3 separate regions of the Rattus norvegicus genome follow, and regions 2 and 3 are each linked to region 1. The links are chromatin contacts, called in public Hi-C maps. All regions are on one chromosome and are shown on one strand. The core of a region is the stretch at or near the end of the contact, and the rest is flanking DNA. Distances in the headings are between cores, read along the strand shown. Region 1 holds the start of U2af2 (U2 small nuclear RNA auxiliary factor 2). Region 2 holds the start of Rpl28 (ribosomal protein L28). Region 3 holds the start of Hspbp1 (HSPA (Hsp70) binding protein 1).

The links. Hi-C and Micro-C count contacts between places; a contact is called where the count stands out from the background.
Region 2: a contact with region 1 is called in a Hi-C map of liver, with 4 times the contacts expected there. The contact joins the promoter of Rpl28 here to the promoter of U2af2 in region 1. A contact is called at or near these places in 2 of 12 Hi-C or Micro-C datasets (liver and mammary epithelial cells).
Region 3: a Hi-C map of psoas muscle shows a contact between it and region 1, with 2.2 times the contacts expected there. The contact joins the promoter of Hspbp1 here to the promoter of U2af2 in region 1. A contact is called at or near these places in 2 of 12 Hi-C or Micro-C datasets (mammary epithelial cells and psoas muscle) and 1 of 1 datasets of contacts at active chromatin or transcription factors (oligodendrocytes).

The regions. Positions count from the first base shown.
Region 1 is chr1:77,804,602-77,809,206 of GRCr8, reverse strand. It overlaps U2af2 (U2 small nuclear RNA auxiliary factor 2), which reads left to right and starts at 1,916. Exons shown (of 12, transcript NM_001427198.1): 1 at 1,916-2,041. The coding sequence starts at 1,993. It overlaps Ccdc106 (coiled-coil domain containing 106), which reads left to right. Exons shown (of 6, transcript NM_001400938.1): 6 at 1-484. The coding sequence ends at 225.
Region 2 is chr1:78,080,630-78,085,308 of GRCr8, reverse strand. It overlaps Rpl28 (ribosomal protein L28), which reads left to right and starts at 1,777. Exons shown (of 5, transcript NM_022697.3): 1 at 1,777-1,812; 2 at 2,129-2,217; 3 at 2,300-2,423; 4 at 2,841-2,959; 5 at 3,168-4,364. The coding sequence starts at 2,137. The coding sequence ends at 3,257.
Region 3 is chr1:78,192,527-78,196,795 of GRCr8, reverse strand. Hspbp1 (HSPA (Hsp70) binding protein 1) reads right to left here and starts at 2,378. Exons shown (of 8, transcript NM_139261.1): 1 at 2,350-2,378; 2 at 1,729-2,026. The coding sequence starts at 1,932. It also overlaps a transcript of Brsk1 not described here.

The DNA of each region.
Region 1 (4,605 bases), core at 667-3,166:
CGTGTGGACAGGAACACCGTGGCGCTGACCACGCCCATCGCAGAGCTACTCATTGTGGCTCCCGAAAAGCTGGCTGAGGTGGGAGAGTTCGATCCATCCAAGGAGCGCCTGCTAGAGTATTCCCGCCGCTGCTTCCTGGCACTGGACGACGAGACTCTCAAGAAGGTGCAGGCTCTCAAGAAGAGCAAACTGCTCCTGCCAATCACCTACCGCTTCAAGCGGTGATGCCGCCGCCCCATACACCTCCCTGCCCAGCAGAGTGCCAGGCCTGGTTTCCCCGGGCGCCGCCAGGGCTAGAAGCTGCCCTTCGAGAGCACTAGGCCCGGTCTCTCGGCCGCACACGTTAGGCACCCCACCTCCATTTCACTCCGCAAGGGCTGCCAGCTCTGCCTCCCTAGCCAGGAGTAGCCCATCTGCATCCCACGCGAAGACAGAGCATTATTCTGAGAGTTTAAATTAAAGAGACATGAAAATTTTCAATAAACTGGGCCCTAGATCTTACTAGAAAGGGGATGTGCTGGGAAGGGGTGGCCGTCGCCACGGAGACCGGGACGGGAGCGCTCAGGCAGAGGCCTCTAGAGAGGTTGGGGAGGACAGGGTGTAATTAGCCCCAGGAGGCAGAGGTGGGAAGCGGAGCAGCAGCCTCTTTCTGGAGAAACTTTGAGGTAAGCCGACTTTTAAAATGCACCGGCTGGGGAATTGATTCAATGACCTCTAGTTGAGCCGGCCCCATGGAGGTACCAGGGGGCGCTGTGTAGACTCGTTTCCGTCCGCCCGGGGTTAGATTTCTCGTAGGTGGCACGTTCTGCGGTTGCGCAGCAGGAGCAGGGGCGGACGATTTAACGCGATTGCCATGGCAACCGGGAGAGGGCAGGCTGGTTAAACCGTCTTGAAGTTAGTGTCTACGGGGCTAAGGTTGGGGGTGGGGGTAGAGGTATGTTGGAGGAGATCGTGCGCACGCGCAATGTGGATTTAGAATGGCGGATCCTCCCGAGAGCGGAGAAAAACGTGCCTCTGACCGCTACGCAGGCGCAGAAACCCCTCTCAAATCACTGTGCGCAGGAGTCCCAAGCTGCGCTAACAACCTCCGCCGCGTCCTCGAACACCCTTTGTTCAACTGGCTGCTATTGTCCCGTACACCTTCTCTGGCCTTCCGCGAGGTCAGTTTTTTCAGTTTTCTAGAGAGCTAAGTGCCAAAGCTGAGACTCCGCCCCGTCCACTATAGCCATCTGGCCCACCTCTCATCTGTCCTCCCTCCCTTTTCGGTTCTTTAAGCCGAAAGGAGCCGAAACAACAGCGGAAAAAGCCGAATTTCCCCCCCTCCGTGCTGGAGGCCTTCCTGAAGCAGTGGCGGAAGGGAACGATATTCTCCGGAAGGGGCGGAGTGACCCTGTCGAACCTCCGGAAAGAGCCGAAGATTACAATCGGGTTTAATCTCTAGAGGGGCGGTGAGCGAGCGCTGGAAACCTTCGGAAGAGCCGAAGGCCTGGACGGTTAGGATTGTTGGAAGTGACTGACCGCTTGAACAGGGTCGGCGAGGGGTGGGACTAATTTCCAGAGGCGGCCAGAGACTGAGACGGTTTGAGTTGTAGGAAAACCCGTATCTTTAGAGGAGGCTGGTGTAGGGGAACGCGAGGACCCACGGAATCCTCCGAACGTTGAAACGCTAGTCTCCGAAAAGTTACCGCAACTTGGGCAGCCGGCAAAAATCCTCGCTTCGGGTGATTTCGAGGGCGACCGTCGTCTGCAGACTTCTCTCTCCGAGAATAGCCGACAGGCTTCGGATCTGAGCTCGGGGAAGTTCGAGGGGGGGTGGGGCGGGCGGGACGAGGGGGTGGAGTCGGGACGGGGCGGGGCTTGGGGCTTGCTTAGGTAGGCGACGGAGTGCCGGCGGGGGCCGGAAGTAGCCGAAGCCAGCGGCGGAAGTAGCCGGAGCGGGCGGGCGGCAAGGCGAGGCGAGAGCTGCACAGGGCCCTACGCGGCCGCCTAAGCATGTCGGACTTCGACGAGTTCGAGCGGCAGCTCAACGAGAATAAACAAGGTGAGGGCGCTGGGGTTGTGGGGTGGCTTCTTGCTTCGCCCTGTGCGCCCCCCCTGCCATTTCTCTTGTTCCCTTCCCTAGGGCCGCACGATTTACCCCCCCCCCCGTGCCGCGCGCGCCTAGCTCACGTGACCTCCCCTTGGCGCTGAGGGAAGGGGTGGCGGGCGAGGCTCACGGCGCGTGCGCGCCGCAATATCCCGCGCCCACGTGGTCTCGGTGGAGGCGGCGCGTTTTGTCAAGTAGGCGCATTGAGGGCGCGCCGCATTCCTCTTTGTGCATCTTTTTTGTTGTTGTTTTAAATTTTTGTCTTTTACTTGAGAAAGACATGAATTTAGGTCTCAATTCTTTTTCTTTTGCTGCCTTCGCACTTCCGCTTCCGGTCGGGCGTACTTTTCCTTTCTCCACGCCCCCTTTGTTTCCAAAATGGCGGTGGTGAAGCACACTCTCTCCCCCCCCCTCCTTCACGTGGACTGGCGCTGCAATCACTAGGTGCTTGTAGGTTTCGAGCCTGTTCATACTTTTCGATTTCTCCAGAACTCTCCTGTCTCGATGTTTCTGTCTCAGCCTCCGGTTTTGTGGCGTCTTAGATAAAAATGTGTCCTACACCTGTTTGCCCGCCAAAGAGGGAAGTCTCTGCGTTCTTTGTGCCCCTGCTGAGCATAAATCATATATGCCTTGGAGTTTGGGCGGCCGACATCTGTTTTTCATATCCCTAACACTCCCTAAACCTTTTGGTTTTAGGCAAAGCCCAGGTCCTGTATCATTCCAAACTCGGACACCTAAATCCAATCATACTGTAGGGATAATAAAATAATAATAAAATAGTCAAGCAAATGGGAAGTAGGGAGCTGGCCCATTAGTAGGTTAGTAGAGGCAGGTGCTCCTAAAGTAAGATCCTGTACTATGAATTTGGATCAGAAAGGCAGTCAGGCTATGTTGGTGCTGATGGATTTAGGAATCCCGAGGAAAGAGTTGAGTTATATATAAGATATAAGACATCTCTACAACCTCCTTTTTTGAGACTGAAGAGCTCAAATTTCTTAAGGATTGAGACTTAAGCTGCCTTGTGTTGGGGCATTCGGTGAGACCTTCAGAATTCTTCGAAATGAAGCTGGAATTGAGAGAGTAGTTGAAACAGTACATGTGGAAAAAGTAATTATTCTGAGTGCCCTTGTTGAGCTTTTCTGCTTTGAGTAGTGTACTGTTTAAAAGTATAGGCCTTAGAAATTGAATATACCTGAGTTCAAATATCTTTATGTATGGTAATTTGTTAGGTGTATGCTGATCATCACTGCTCTGTTTACTGGGTTTTTGAAATTAGTAATGGTGGTACATACTGACTATAGTTGTGATTAAACTCAGGCCTTACCATGTGTCAGGGCAAGGAAATTTGTTAAACTCTTAAAATCTCCCTCCCTCCCTCCCTCCCTCCCTCCCTCCCTTCCTTCCTTCCTTCCTTCCTTCCTTCCTTCCTTCCTTCCACAAGGTTTCTCTGTATAGCCCCAGCTGTCCTTGAGTCCTTGAACTTGTCCTACTCAACAGAGGTTCTCCTGCCTCTGCCTTCTGCATGAGACTTGAGCCACCATCATGCTCTAAACAGTCTTAAGTGAATCATTTGTAACAGCCTTCTGAGGACATACTAGCTTTCTGTTTATTGAGCAGTAAACTAGGGCTTATAAAGTTTTTGTTTTTTCTCTTAAGAAAAAAAGCTCCAGGCATTAGTCAGTGGAAAGCTGGAGCTGAGTTTAAATGGAGCAGAGTGTATATAGATTGTGTGGCTTGGATTATGCTAAATACCTAACTAGACTGGTGTCGAGTTGTAGAAGGGTGGGGAAAGTGGATGCCAAATGTTATTCCTATAAGACCTTGGTAATGTAGATGTGACCTTCATTCAAAGAAAGAAAAACTGGATGTTAAAGCTAAGTTCCTGCTTTTGTGTAGAGCTCTGACTGCAAAGCCAGTTCCTTGTGGTTCAGGTGGTTCAAGTGGAGCTGCTTTAGCTGTTTTTTGAGGCTGTGATACTAGTTCTAGAGTGTCCCTTCTGATGTTGGCAACGGGGCCTGAGACCCAGCCTATAAGGGTCGATTATTGGAGCTATGTGCATAAGACAGCTAGAGTATAGCATTTTGAGCAAATGAAGTTTCCTTTTAACGGTCCAGCATCAGTATGTGGGAGAAGGTTCTTGCCTTGCTGGAAGAAAGCTTGACCATCTTGTCACCTTGCCTGCCTGTGGGTATTTGTCTCTGACCCAGACTCACTGTATCTCTTAGCTTTAGCCCCCTTCTTAGTTCCCTAAGTTTACAGGAAGTTTGTGTCCTAGACACCTGGTGTTGTCATGTCATTTTTGGAGTTTGTTGTTTTTGCTTTTGAGACTTAGCGGGAGGGAAGACATTTGGGATTTGTAAGTAGCCCCTCTTCCTGGTGTGGAGCCAGAGCTGTGCTTGTCTCAATATTCCACAGTTCTTGCCCCTGTCTAGCTCTTGATTATTTTATTCTTTACATGTACATGCACATTCTTTGCTGTTAGTAGTTGAACCCAGACTCTGTAATGAGTGTTCTGCTTG
Region 2 (4,679 bases), core at 528-3,027, 280 kb before region 1:
GAGTCCATTCTCCCCTGGGGTGGGAAACTTCAAGACAGTTCTGTCTAGGTTCTCCCAAGACTTAATGTAGTTTCAGAGTTGGAGAAAACTCAGGATGATGGAAGAGAAAATGACATTTTCTACACTGGTGCAGCCATTGGTACCCCTGTAAACAAACTCCCATCCATGAGCCTATAAGTAACATAAAGGAAACTCACTTGGACACACACATACAGATTAGCTGTGGTGGGAGAAGGGAGTATATATTATATACATATAGGAAAATGCCATATAAACCCACTTTATGCATAATTAAATGCTAATAAAATATTAAGAATGATTGTGGTGGACTGGAGAGAAGGCTCAGCAGTTAAGAGCACTGACTGTTCTTCCAGAGGTCCTGAGTTCAATTCCTAGCAACCATGTGGTGGCTCACAACCATCGATGCCCTCTTCTGGTGTGTCTAAAGACAGTGACAGTGTACTCACAAATAAAATTAGAAAGCTGCCAGGATTGGCCAGGTATCGCTGAGGACAGACATAAGGAGTGTTTCTGCATAGAAAGAACCAGGCATGAGAGAATCAAGTTATTAGACAGCAGTACATTTTTAGAGAGGTCTGAAAATGGTCCATTGGGCACTGGTGTTTGTGTGGGGGACAGTCAAGAAGAGTAATGGAACCATCTGAAGACTCCATGCCAGAGAAAAATCTTTAAAATCGTTCATGCATCCATTTAAAGAACAAGTCTTGAGGACAGGAGTGATGGCTCTCAGTGGTTAAAGATCCATTCTTGCAAAGGGCCTGGGTTTGGTTACCAGTTCCCGTGAGGCAGCTCACAAACTGCCTGTAACTCTAGTTCCCTGGGATCAATGATTTCTTTTGGACTTGCATTTCATATGTTAACACAACATCCCCATACATCATAATTAAATGTAAATAAATCTGGGGTTGCAAAGAAGACGCAGTGGTTCAGAGGACCCAGGTTTTATTACCAGCACTCACAACTGTCTAACTAAATCCAGGCACCAGGCGAGCACATAGCATCCATACATATATCCGGGCTTAAAAAGAAAGGACAGGAGAAAGCAAGCAAGCAAGCCCTCATACATATTACAAAAAATTAATTAAGTTGGGACTGGAAAGATGGTTCAGCGATTAACAGCACTAGCTGCTGCTCTTCCAGAAAACGCTGGTTCAATTCTCAGTACCCACCGGGAAGTTCACAACTGCTGTAACTTTAGTTCCAGGGTATCCAACACCCTCACACAGACATACATGCAGGCAAAACACCAATGAATAGCAAATAAGAAATAAGTAAACATAAATACTTTTTAAAAAATAAATAAATCTTAAAATCAATTAAGCCCCACGTAATGATACAGTTCTGGAATCCTCAATATTTGCATCCATAAGGCTGAGGTGGGAGGATAAGTTCGGAATCTACTAGACAAGGGTGCAAAACCCTTTTTTCAAAATATTTATTAGTGCCCATCATCTAGTGCTAAGTGCTAATTGAACAGACCAGGGTGATGCGGCGGAGAAATAGTTCTCCAGATCTCTGCTTTTGGAACTTCACGAAAACCCAGTGACGAAGTTCGAAAACTTCCGACCAGCAGCATCGTGCCACCGCGAGAACTCGCTGGGATCTACAGACGAAGATTTCCGAAGGTTCCCGAGTCAAAAAGACTCGGAGGCGGAACCCAAGGATCGGAGAAAGCTGGGTGGCGGATTTCAAGAGCGCCACCGGAGGAAGCGGAAATGCGTTGTCATTTTAAAGGTGTCGCCCCGCCCCTAGTGTCTTTCTTTCCGTCTCCGGCCGCCGCAGGGAGAGGAGGTGAGCGTGAGTCCTCTGTCCGTCCCGCGTGGCCGCCATCTCGCGCCCACCGCCTGGGTTTCCAGCCTGTGTTTTCTCTCCTCGTACCCAAGGGCCGTTCATAGTCCTTATTCCTCGCCGGAAGTGGGGCCTCAGCGTCCCTTCCCCTCCTTTCTCAGCCTCCGCGGTCTTAGTTCGGCCTACCTCCTTTGGTCACTCATTCCGGCCTTGCAAAGCTCTTGCTCGTTTTCTCCCAACCGTGCTTCCGATTACCTAGACGCCTATCCACGGCATGCTTCTCTATTTGACATCTTTCGTGTGTCCGGTTTCTCCCTAGTCGCCGCCATGTCCGCGCATCTGCAATGGATGGTCGTTCGGAACTGCTCCAGTTTCTTGATCAAGAGGAATAAGCAGACGTACAGCACGGTAAGTGTGGCCCGTGTGGGAGAAGGCACTCTGCCTCTTTGGCATATCCGGGCCTTAACCGTCTTCTAAATTTATTCCCCAGGAGCCCAATAATCTGAAGGCCCGAAACTCCTTCCGCTACAACGGGCTAATTCACCGCAAGACGGTCGGAGTGGAGCCTGCGGCTGATGGCAAAGGGGTCGTGGTGGTTATGAAACGCAGATCCGGTGAGCCTTTGCACACAGTAGCTCTCCCTTTTTTTCCCAGAGCTCCTGTCCTTCCTCTGACTTCCTAGTTAAAAGTCCAAAAGTGGAGAAACTTACAGTTTCTCTATATAGACGACGGTAATGTCCTGGAACTCTTGTAGACCAGGCTGATCTCTAACTCAGATCAACCTGACTCTGCTTTCTGAGTGCTGGAATTCAAGGCTTGTACTACTATATTCCTGCTGTATCTGGGAGTTTTAAAGAGGAATGGGTTTTTCACAGGACTTGGTTGAGATCGACCTATGGCGACCACTTAGGGAGTGTAGTGAATGGGCTGGTGGAAAGACAGTCGAGTAAGAGTGAGCATGTTCTTCGGTGAGGCTGTGTTTCATCAAGGGCGTATGCAGATGGACTTGATTCCTAGTCTCTCCTTAACAGGTCAGCGAAAACCTGCCACTTCCTACGTGAGGACCACCATCAACAAGAATGCTCGGGCTACCCTCAGCAGCATCAGGCACATGATCCGAAAAAACAAGTACCGCCCTGATCTGCGTATGGTGAGTAATGGATGGATCCTTAGGGCAAGGGGACAGCTGAGGGACTGGATGTAGGCCTGGGTTCTTGACTCTGCCTAGCTGGAGCTAGGCTGGAGATTCTTCTGACTTCCCAGCCTTAGGACAGCCTTTCTGTAGTCCTAGGAAACAGGTAGCAGTAAGTGGGAGTGTCTTTTGAGTTTGTGAGCTAAGTTCCTTATCCTGTCCTCAGGCGGCCATCCGCAGAGCCAGTGCCATCCTTCGAAGCCAGAAGCCTGTGGTGGTGAAGAGGAAACGGACCCGCCCCACCAAGAGCTCCTGAGCCCCACACCCCAGAAGCAATAAAGAGTCCACTGATTTGTTCGACCACCTCCTTTAGGCCTCCTGTTCTGTGGCTCATTGAGCTGTGGCCCTGCGTTTGTCTTTAGTTGTGCCATCAAAACTCCTCTTGTTAGGAACTTGTTCATCTGAAGTGGGGGTTGTCAAGGCTAGACACTCGGTGCAGAGCATCTGTCTAAATGCTTCCTATGTTGTGAGTATCTAAAGAGTTAGTTACCAGCCTGGAAGGATATAGGCTGAAGAGCCATTCACAGGGCCATCTAGGCACCAACAGGAGTGAAATCAGATTGGGCTGAGGGTTGATTTCCTGTAGAAACAGGAGTGAGGGCAAATGATTACAGGGTTCTTAGCAGCTGATAGTGTCAGATACCCTGAGCCCCTCTGCCTGAGCTTGAGGCTGTCTTACCAGGTCTCAGTCCACTGACCCAGATAGGCCCCGCTCTTGAGTTGACATGCCTCCTAATAAGAGGAGAATGTTAATACAAAGGTTTCAGAGTGAAGTCCTTAGTGAAAGTATGTTCTATTCATCTGATGTGTAAAACAGTGACAATCCTAAATGTCACATTCGGGGTGGGGTGGGGGTGTCAGCTAGGAGTTCATAGTGCAGCAATAGAGTTTTAGTGTGTGTTGCTAATCCTGAAAAATGTCAACAAAGTCTAGTTTTTACCAAATGTTTTGTAATCTCAACATTTTGGTAGGCTGAAGCAGGTGAATATTTAAGGCCAGCCTGGTTTACATAGCAACTCTGAGGATACCCAGGGGTATAGAGATGACCCTGCCTCAAAAATAAGCCATTGTAAGTCTATCTGGATTAGTGGGTGACACAAGTACACAGGTGTACTGAGGTATTGGGCCATTTCTTGCCCCTTCCAGCCAGTATTAGCTATCACTGACATGACGAACGTGAGTGAGCCTTGAATGCAAAATAGTACACCATTTTTACCAGAGCTTTGTCTCTGCTACACAACTCAGGCCAAAGAGCTGCCTGAGTCCTTTTGGGGACTGCTTGAGCCCCCTCACTGGAACATTTGACTTTTAACACAGCCTCTTCTGGTTTTCCCCAGTGCAAATGAAGGATGGTAAGATTGCTGATGTGTCTCATCTGGATTATTTGTTGTTCATTCTAGTCCGACTTGAACTATTTTCAACCCAAGTTTAACTCATGGCAACCCTTCTCCGTCCCAGGCTCAGCTCACTTAAATCTAAATCCCTTATATTTTGAGCTGCTGATGAACATAGGGTCCTTGGCAGCAGTCCCACCCAGGTGACCTATTCACAGGAGAAGTAATCTTTTTAACCTAACTTGTACTCATTTTTATTGGGGTGTGAACAAGGTGAATCCGCCCTCTTTGAAAAAGCATGGGTAGGGGCTAGAGAGGAGGCTCAGCAGTTAAGCTGTGGCTGC
Region 3 (4,269 bases), core at 1,129-3,628, 390 kb before region 1:
TAGGGAGTGACACTAACAGGGACAGCCAAATGCCAGGGCTGATGGCTCTTTCCATCAACAAGTATCTAGGAAGCACAGAATCTCTCATTCTATAGTGCAATCAGGCTTCCAACTCACAGCCATCTTCCTGTCTCAGACTCCCAAGTGCTGGGGTTAACAAGCATGAGCCACCATGCCCAGATGGTTACAGTTTTAGTCATAACTTCTTTTCTAGGTACTAGGGAGTCAATCCTGAGACGGACTGGTTACAGAAAAGAAAAGTATTGTTCAGGGTGTGTGCGTGGTAAACACAGAGAAGCTAGAGGTAAAAAAAAAAAAAATACAACATGTAATGTGACATGATATGGCAGTATGACAAGCTCTGTATGGTAAGATGAAGACAACGGAGGATCATGAGCGTGGAGGTTGTGACAAATGTCCTGAGAACTACATGCAGTTTGAAAAGCATCCCTGGCCTGTACTTGCCACCACCACGTTAGGACAAGACCTGCTCTCTAGCCATGCCAACTATTGTCTGGAGAACTAAAACAAACAAACAAAAACCAGAAAGGGTAGAGAATGAGGAGAAATCAGCAAATGGCACGAGAACAAGACAAGGGAGCCCAGAGGAAGATCAGACACTATACTGTCCCCAAAAGGGAGCTTCAAGACTGAAATGGCTAGCATAGCACACACCTGTAAGCCCAGGATTTAGGAGGTGTGGGGGAAGGGCACAGGAAGGTGGGAAGGGTAAGGTCATTTAGGCTAGCCTGGTCTGTATGAGACACAATCTCTTTTTTTTTTTTTTTTTTTTTTTTTTTGGTTCTTTTTTTCGGAGCTGGGGACCGAACCCAGGGCCTTGCGCTTCCTAGGTAAGCGCTCTACCACTGAGCTAAATCCCCAGCGAGACACAATCTCAAAACAGGAAAGAAAAGGGGAAGAGGCTGTAAGGCTTTGAAATCACACTCCAGGATAAATATCTCATTGCTCTGTGCCCGTTTCCTTCTTGTGTCATAAAGATTTAATGATACAACTTGTATAAATGTTTCTATAACTTAACTGAGTTACTGTAATACTCTATGTATCATAAATGTCAGCTAAAAAGAAATTACATGTAAAATTCCTATCAACCTTCAAGACAATTCTGTCAGGTTTGATTATGGCTATTCCATAAATTAAAAAAAAAAAAAAATCAGAGACAGAGAAAGGATATGACTTGCCCAACCAAGGTCATGGTTGGCAACTGGCCATGCCCAACTATACAGTATACTGTGTACTGGTCAGTAAAAACTAGAACATCAAAACTGCCTGATAGGGGTTGGGGATTTAGCTCAGTGGTACAGCGCTTGCCTAGCAAGCGCAAGGCTCTAGGTTCAGTCCCCAGCTCCGGAAAAAAAAAACTGCCTGATGAAACACTATCATTGCTATTATTATCACCATCAATTAAAAAAATGATGAAAACTTTAGGATTGTAAACTTTAGGATTGGAAAGTATACCCAAGGTCATACTTGTGAGGACAAGGCTGAATCTAGTTCTACCTGGGTCCAGAAAACCCAGACTGATCCTGCCTCCCAGTAAAAGGCTGTGTTCAGACACTTCACAGCTGACCTTCAGCCTACCATGATGCCACATTTAGACTCTTGCTCACACCCAGGAAGACAACAGCTTCTAATTCACTTAACCACTCTTCCTAAGACACTAATATCCCCAGGACTCTCATCCAAGGTTCTTAGGTTCTCATACTTTACCTCCTCGCTCATGGGTTCTGGAGGAGGGTCTGGTTCCTCAGAGCCCGCAGTAATAGCCATCTGCAGCAGGCCTTGGAGGTTCCGTGGAAGGCGAGGGTTGCCTGAGCCCCCCGCCGAGGAGCCACTGCTCCCTGACGAGCAACCCTGGGAGGCCGGAGGCAGTGCGAGGGGGAGGCGACTGCCCCCTGAGCCTTTGTCTGCCATGGACTGTCTGTGAAGGAAGAATGTGTTGAAAAGAAATTGATGGTCACCGGTGAGGCAGCTCTGGCGTCGGGATGGGTCGATTCCTTAAGGTCTGCTGAAAAGGTGGAGTTTTGAAGGTGTTAGGAGTCTCCTCCTGATCCCAAAGCATTCTGGCTGCAACCACCTTAACCATAGCCCCCTTTCCTTCCTTCATACCAACAGGACCCTTCCCCAAATCCGACGTCCCTCCTTACTCCCTAGCAACAGGCCCCACCCACTCCCTGGCAACGAGCTCCCCCAAGCTCCCCAGCTTGCGTCCTTGTCTCTTAGCAACCCCACTGCCCCGCCTCCGTGGCAACAAGTCTTCCCTCAGTCTCCTTAGCAACAAGTCTCCTTCCTTGCCTTTGAAGAGGGGCGCCCCAGTGGGGCTGATCTCACCTTGCCCGGTCTAGAGCGGCCACCACGCCTAAAGACAGACTCGCCTGCACCTGACTCTGTTGGACGCCGCCATCTTTGCCGGAAATACGCAGATCTCACTCGGAAGTGCCTCACCCCAAGCTGTTTGCCCAGTTCTAAGCAGCACCCCTTGGCGGATGCGGCACTTAGCTCCGCCTCTGTCTACTAAGCCTTTCTCCTTGCCACGCCCCTACATTCGCGCTTTTGTTATAAGCCCCGCCCCCTAGCTCCTCTAAGTACCTTAGCGAATACGACACTCTCGTGGCGAGCTCCTCCCCTCCCAGACATAGGCCCCGCCTATACTCATATCCCCGCCTCTGTTCTAGGCGTTTCGGCCTGACCCAGTCAAGCCCCGCCTCTTAGTACCTGGAACTTCAGCTTGTCCTGTTCGGCCACGCCCCTGCGTAGGCCACGCCCCTTCTCTGCTTCTCAAGGGGTTTTGTTCCTCACTTAACCGATTTTAACTGCAGTTGCTCCTATAGAGTCTTGGCATATCGCCCCTAATATCCCACCTTTGTAACCTAAGACTCAGTCTCATCTTTTTTTAGGCCTCTGTTTCCCCACTTATTATCGGTTTCGATGTGGAATACTCTGAGTTGTGTATATATGTCTTCATGTGACTATGCATGGTGTGTGTGGAAAGTCACATCAGCTGTCTTCCACCTTTTATCTTCACCTCGTTTAAAAAATATTTTTAGAGTTTTCTTTTAAAGATTTATTGTTTTTAATTATGTAGTGGAGGAGGAGGCGGGTGCATGTAAATGCAGGTTCCCATGGGGCCAGAGACATAGGATCCCCTAAAGCTGGAGTTACAGGCAATTAAGAGACAACCAGTGTGGGTGCTAGGAACCAAGCTCAGGCCCTCTGCAAGAACAGTAAGTACTTTTAACTGCCAAGCCACCTATCTCTCCAGCCCCTCACATTATTATTGTTGTTGCTTTAATTTTTGTAAATTTATCCATTTACTTGTATATGAATGGTTTATGGTTGGTTGGTTAGTTTTTGGGTTTTTGTCCTGTTTTTGAGACAGTGTTTCACTGTGTAGTCTTGGCTGTCCTAGAACTGACTCTGTAGAACGGGCTGGCCTCAAATTCACAGAGATCCACTTTCCTCTGCCTCCTGAGTGCTGGAATTAAAGGCATGCACCACCACTGCCCAGTGTGAATGCATGTCTTGCCTGCACGTATGTATGTGCACCATACCCATGCCTGATGGATTGCCAGGAACTGGAGTTACAGATGATTGTGAGCCATCATACGGGTACTGGGAATTGAACCTGAGTCCTCAGCAAGAGCAATAAAGTAACAAGAGCTTTTAATGAACTATCTCTCATTGAACTATTTCTCCCCCCCCCCTCTCTCTCTCTCCCTCTCCATCCCACCCCACTCCACTTTTGTTTTTCATTTTGGAGTTGGTTTGGTATTTTGTTGTTTTGTTTTGATGAGGCTCTCAGTATGTAACCTTGGCTGGCCTGGAGCAGACATGACCAGGTGGTCCTACAACTCATAAATATTCACATGCCTTAGCATCCTGAATGTGGGGGTAAGAGTGTGCACACCCACCCTGCCTTATTTTATTCACTTTTATGTATGAGTATTTTACCTACATGTATGCGTATATATATATATTGAACTCTGGACCTCTGGAAGAGCAGCCAGTGCTCTTAACCGCTGAGGAATCTCATCTGCTCCAGACTTTTTATTTATGTATATATGTATATCTATGTACAGGTAAGTGCATGTGAATATAGGTGCTATAGGAGGCCAGAAGAGGGTTTTATATTCCCTGGAGCTGGAGTTACCTGTAACTGTGAGCTTCCTGACATGGGTGTGGCAACGGAACTTGGGTCCTCTGAAAGAATAGTACTCATCTTAACTGCTGAGCCATCTCTCCAGCCCTACG